2 separate regions of the Mus musculus genome follow, and region 1 is linked to region 2. Evidence: chromatin contacts called from public Hi-C data. All regions are on one chromosome and are shown on one strand. Each heading gives the region's core, a stretch centred on a gene start, on an enhancer-like site or on the middle of the called end of the contact. The rest is flanking DNA. Distances are from core to core; before and after follow the strand shown. Region 1 has its middle 44 kb from the start of Gimd1. Region 2 overlaps Gm29865 (a long non-coding RNA gene).

Region 1 (3,122 bases), core at 619-3,118, 610 kb before region 2:
ATTAATGTCCCAGTGAACCTTTCTTCATTTTACTTAACATTAAATCTTGTTCTTTAAACTGGCTTGCCCTACTCTGGTCTTTTTCTTTTCGAGACAGGGTTTTATTACTATGTCACCCTGGCTGAACTTGAGTTCTGTGGGTAAACCAGGCTGACCTCACATTCACAGAGTTTTGCCTTTGCCTCCCAAGATCTGGGAATAAATGTATGTGCCACCATGCCTGGCTTCTTTATCATGCTCCAACTTCATCATATTTACCTATTTTCATATTATGTGTCTTGTTTGTTGACATGAACTCCAAGCATGTAGTATGCAAGATCCAGTTAGACAGAGCATGGTACATACCCAAATACTACACTTCTCTATTATAGTCATTTAAGCTGTTTTCTTTTTCCTTTTTAAAAGATTTATGTATTTTATGTATATAAGTACACAGTTGTTCTCTTCAGACACACCAGAAGAGGGCATCAGATTCCATTACAGATGGTTATGAGCCACCATGTGCTTGCTGGAAATTGAACTCAGGACCTCTAGAAAAGTCAGTGTGCTTAACTGCTGAGCCCCTATTTAAACTATATTCAAACACATTTTCTTAAGAAATGATGACTCTTGAAACGTTTATTTAGGCACTAGCTTTAATCTTGAAACTTCTTTCAAGTAAGTTTATATTGTGACTTTCTTAATTGTATTTATCTTGAAAACAAATTTCATTTTATTATTTTGTGTGGGTGTTCATGCCATAATCTCCCTCTGTCTCTCTCTTTGTCTCTCTCTCTCTCTCTCTGTGTCTCTGTCTGTCTGTCTGTCTGTCTGTCTGTCTCTCTCTCTCTCTCTCTCTCTCTCTCTCTCTCTCTCTCTGTGTGTGTGTGTGTGTGTGTATGTGTATGTGTGTGTCCACCTTTATATTACTTCTTGGGATTGGGCACAGGTTTCCAAGTTTGCATGGCAAGCACCTTTCCCTGCTAAGCTATCTTGCTGGCCCTGATGAATAGCAGTCAGCATCAGCCAGACACTGTGGAGCACACTAGCACTGGGAGGCTAGGACAGGAGGAATGTGAGTTCAAGGCCAGCCTGGGATACACAGCAAGATTCTTTCCCCATAAATTAATGAATAAACAAGCAAAGGAAGATGCACATAGATGAAGTGAAGCAATGGAGAATGGTACAGATGTTGGCCTACTTTCCAAGGTTAGAGGTGAATAAAAACAGAAGTGGCTGAGGTTGCTTTCCTGACTATAGCTCAGTACTCCAGAGTACCTGTGCTCAGTAAGCAGAATAAGATCATGGTAGCTAAGTTATTTGTTGAGCTTCAATAATCACATACAAAACCCCAACTTGATCCTTTTCAATCATTTCTTGAGTACTCTGTATCTCTACATGCCTGGCACTCATGACAATTATATAATCACTGTAATATATTCTAAAAAACTAACAAAAGCTTTGAGATACACACGTATCATATACTACACCACAGTCACATTTCAGCATTAAGTAAAAAGAGCCTGTTGAAAAATAAAGAAGAAAAACGAGAAAGGGGAAGAAAATAATAAAAGGAAGTTGGATTAAAAGGACCAGTCTGCATAAACATTCTCTGGCTAACATAGTGTAGCAAATTATATCATGAAGCAGAGGCCCAGGGGGAAATAGAATGTTTGCAGTATTCTACCACGCCTTCTGTTTAATTGACTTAGGAGCACTAATGGCCCTCTATAAATACTCTTTCTCTGTGATAAATTAAACTAATCATTGCTGTACCAGTATATCAAGCAACTCAGCCAAGCATGGCTAGATTAACCAAGAAGATAAACAGAATCATTTTAATTTTGAGGCTGTTTAAAGATCTGGAAGTTATCATGGAGGTCCATCTCCTAGAATTTAAAAGGCCAAATGGTCTCAGGAAGCTATTCATCCTCAAGGGATGATCCCAGGGATTCGGATTTCACCACACGGTGATCATCTACAGACAGGAAATGTACAGTGACATTTCTTCATTTGGTGACTTGATAAGTCTAGTGAGAGCTTAATGGGAAACAAATTAAATTTGCCGGGTGCCATCAGTGGAAATATTCAAGGATATATATTACAGCCATTCCTCCAGGATCATCAGAGATTACGTGCTTCATTACCATATTTATTTCAATTCTCTATAAATAGAAGTCTAAGCACACACAAAGAGCAGTCATTTGTAGCAGAGGGGTATAAATGGCCGTATAAAATTTAGCCATTTATCACATTATGGATTTTATTAGACTGTTTGCTCCTAAGACTTACTGGGTCCTGGGAACCTGACTGAGGCAATTAGGAAATGAATAACAACAGGCACACAGGCGCATTTCAGCATCCTTTAATAAGACAACTTAATGTTTGTGCCTAAGCTATCTAACTTTCTTGGGCACACAAAGCCTAATCTTTAACTATAATGTTAACTCAATCTCATTGAGAAGGCTCCCATAAAGATGTTAGAGCAATCAATGAAAGGCTTTAGAAGTCCATATGGGGTAGGCATCAAGGGTTGAGGCATCAAGGGTTGTAGGATCCAGCTAAAGAGATCTCCTGAGATTAAAGGCATTCTAAAGGTCTTGGTGACCAAGAAAAAAAAAAAAGGCAAAGGGCCAGTAAAGAAAAGGTGGAAATGTTGAGGACCATAAAGAGAGGAGGAGATGGTCAAGCAAACCACATACAAAACCCAGGAGGCCCTGGAGAAGTTTCAGAGGAGTCTAGGGGAAAGGACCCAGCAGGAAGCATCAGGGGATGAAGACTTTAGCAGACACAGTACACACTTTCTGAGGCCAAGGGTTCTGTTCCCAAGAGTCAGCCCCAAGGATCCTCACTGCCAGACTGTGGGGCAGCATCAGTGAAGGCAGCAGCAGAGTCAGAGTGGCTTCATCCTTTTTGAGCTTTCTAGAAACTTTCTTCTTCATTGTACGTGCATCTTCTGCTGTGCAGTGCTATTCAAAACTGTGTACCTTCATTTAGTGACTTGATCTAAGTAAGAGGAGGAGGAAGAGGCCTCTGATTCTATATAGTTTTCTTTGAATGGCATTTTGTCTTGCATGATGACTGAATAATATATATATTCCTGTCACCATAGTTGTACCTTATTTAATTTAAATATGTTGAGA
Region 2 (3,146 bases), core at 555-3,054:
TTCCAAATACATCCCCCTAAGTAAAAGGAACACCCACAAATCTAAACCAATTTTCACCCAGGCTATTTGGATAAGGTCCACTCAACCTGTACACCGAATTTTTTCATGTTCAGGAAACCTTACAAACCCTTCCTTTGTAGTTCTACCAGCCATCCATAATGTTAATAATCCCAGAAAATACCCATTTGCTCAGCCTAAAACAACCATCAAAGAAAATTCACTCACTAAATGTCCTGCCTGTCTATGATGAAATAGTCTAAAATGCTATACAACATACAATACAACAATCTCCGCACTCCTTACATGATTTTATGAACAGGTCTGTATTCTACGTCATAGTAGACTTGACAATAAGACTTTGATCATAGTCCCTTTTTGCTTTTATGTGTTTAGCCTAAAGCATCCAATTCCTTTAATCGATGTTCATATAGAGCCTCCTTGATCATTGTACTTATTGTTGTCTGGGACCCCTCCAGGTCTTTCTTGTTTAAGAAGTGGTGGTCGGGAGAATAGAGATGACTCCAGTTCTTATGCAATCATGGATGATGTCTCCTGGTTTGTTTCCAGGGCTCTTTGTGAGGTAGGCCATTGGTGCTCTGGGCGGGGGGAGGCAATCTGAAATCATTTCTTACTTGTGTGCATCAGAGAGTTCATCTTTTACAAGTTGACATTCAAATAATCAAGAACTCATCCTTTGATTTATTCCTGCACCCGGCAGCTTTTTTTCCGCATCACAGTTAGTAAGTTCAGTTGGAGAGATTTGTTCCTTTAAAGTTTTTTTTTAATATTACCAGTCTTTCAGGGCAGCCTTCCTCAGAGGTCGCCCTACCACCATGTTTACCCCCGTCAGTCTCACATTTTGCTTCCTGTCTTTCAGGGAGTCCTTAACACACAATAAAAGCGTTTTCCCCAAAGACATGGGAACTATTTTTAAAAGTGTCTTTTATCAAATAGTTTATTTTTACAGTGTGTATTAAAGCAATCTGACCGTGTTTTACAAATTCCAACATCTTGTCCTGGGAACTAGTGAAAGCAATTTTTCACATATTTCTACTGAATGCATTTAAATGCAAGAGAATTCCACTGATCTCTAGGCATTAGCAAGTTAGAGTTGCCAGTTATAGAGCCTGGTCCCTCACCTCACGACATTCTGTATCTGGAATTTCTTTGTAGATTTTTTTTTTTCCTTTTTACAGCTGGCTTTGTATTCTCTGTTTGTTTGGGTTAGTTGGTTTCCTAAAAGGTAAAATATGAAGGCTACCCAAAATGAATATGATACCAATATATCCATGTACTTATAGATAGGAAACTACTCAGATAATGTTGTATGATGCTGTGTTTATTTAAATTAAGGTTACAAAATAATTGTAACTCACAGTAAGAAAAGAAGGTTCATTTTCGGATCTTAGAGTATGTGACAGTATGAGAACTTCATTGAAGTCACTGGAACCACACAGACCCCCTCCTCCGCATGTACCCATGGTCCTTATATACTAACACTTATTGTAGCATTTGTAAAGATGCGCCATCAGTCAGGACTCCTAAAACATATTGAGACAGCATGCAAGGATGTAACATCCCCACAATTGATGACCATCCAAAACTGGGAAACAAATGCTAAGTTGTATTCTGGAGTACAGTTGTCAGCCATGTTCACAATATCTGCACTACAGTCTTTATATCACGTACAGAACACAAAGCATGAGCTCTGCATCTGCTTTCTCTCAGTCAAGGGTACAGATGAGCTTCAAATTCCAAAGGCCAGCGCCTTAGAATCACTCTGTTAATGGTCAGCATTGCCCTCTAGTGGCAAGCACGACTAACCACAGCTTTGTCCTCCTTCAGTGACCCCAGAGGGCAGCCAGACGGGGCAGATTTGAGGAAGAGAAAAAGTACCAATGTTGGCAACACCAATTATCAAATGGAACCAGATTTTGACATTTATGATTTTTTTTTTTAGCATGAGCATTTTTTTCCAGTCTCTGGTGGAAGCCTGGAGGTTCATGGAGCCTGATGGAAAAACTAAGGATACTGGTCTGAAGTGTGTGTGTGTGTGTGTGTGTGTGTGTGTGTGTGTGTGTGTGACGTGACCTCAGGAGGTCTCTCAGGATCTCATGTAAACTAAAGAGTGTAAGTGTAGATCTTGCATGTGTGCAGGTCTTGTATATGTGTAGAACTTGCATTTTGCAGATCTTGCATATGTACAGATCTTGCATGTGTGAAGATCTTGTATATGTGTAGATCTTTCATTTGTATAGATCTTGCACGTGTGAAGATCTTGCATATGTGTAGATCTTTCATGTGTGTATATCTTGCATGTGTGCAGACCTTGTATATGTGAAGATCTTGCATATGTGTAGATCTTGCATGTGTGAAGATCTTGTATATGTGTAGATCTTTCATGTGTGTAGATCTTGCATGTGTGCAGATCTTGTATATGTGTAGATCTTGCATGTGTGAAGATCTTGTATATGTGTAGATCTTTCATATGTGTAGATCTTGCATGTGTGATCTTGCATATGTACAGATCTTGCATGAGTGAAGATCTTATATATGTGTAGATCTTGCATGTGTGAAGATCTTGTATATGTATAGATCTTTCATGTGTGTAGATCTTGCATGTGTGTAGATCCTGCATGGGTCTCCTTTTATTGTCTTCATATGTTGCATGACAAACTAAGAAAGACAGTGATCAGTCAGTCAAAAGCAGAATCAAAAGCTCCTTTATTCAGAAAAGTGATGAGACTTTAGAGATGAAAAGAGAAGAGGAAGAGAGAATAGTTTCTACCTCCATTTCCAGGTACAAAGGAAACAAAGAGGGAGGGGGAAACTCTTTAGTTTCCTAACTCTCTTAGAGAAATCAAGCACACACATACATATAAATAAATATGTAAAGAAACAAAACAAAACAATACAAAAGAGGAAACACATACTTAGGCTGAATACAAATATGGAGCCTTTAACTTTCTCCAAGAGGTGGTCAAAACTAGGTAACTTAGTAATGAATCATCTATTGCAGTTATTTTGTGTATGGCTGTATGTACATGCAAGCATGTGTGTGCAGGTACAAATGTATACATGATATGGAAGCCAGAGGACAACCTTGGAATCTCAAGAGCCTTCCACCTTTGTTTTGATACAGAATC

The links. A called contact is a pair of places that touch in the nucleus more often than the background predicts.
Region 1: a Hi-C map of the N1E-115 cell line shows a contact between it and region 2, with 10 times the contacts expected there. The contact joins two enhancer-like sites.

Annotation. Positions count from the first base shown.
Region 1 is chr3:132,584,352-132,587,473 of GRCm38.p6, reverse strand. No RefSeq gene overlaps it. Among named protein-coding and RNA genes, the nearest start is that of Gimd1, 44 kb to the left of the region's middle. Within about 2 kb of position 1,868, at least 2 of the 459 cell types and tissues checked have an H3K27ac peak or open chromatin away from gene starts, as enhancers often do. A contact at or near this core is called in the N1E-115 cell line, where this site is marked.
Region 2 is chr3:131,974,794-131,977,939 of GRCm38.p6, reverse strand. The region is part of intron 2 of Gm29865 (a long non-coding RNA gene); the gene reads right to left. Among named protein-coding and RNA genes, the nearest start is that of Gm29949, 31 kb to the left of the region's middle. Within about 2 kb of position 1,804, at least 8 of the 459 cell types and tissues checked have an H3K27ac peak or open chromatin away from gene starts, as enhancers often do. A contact at or near this core is called in the N1E-115 cell line, where this site is marked.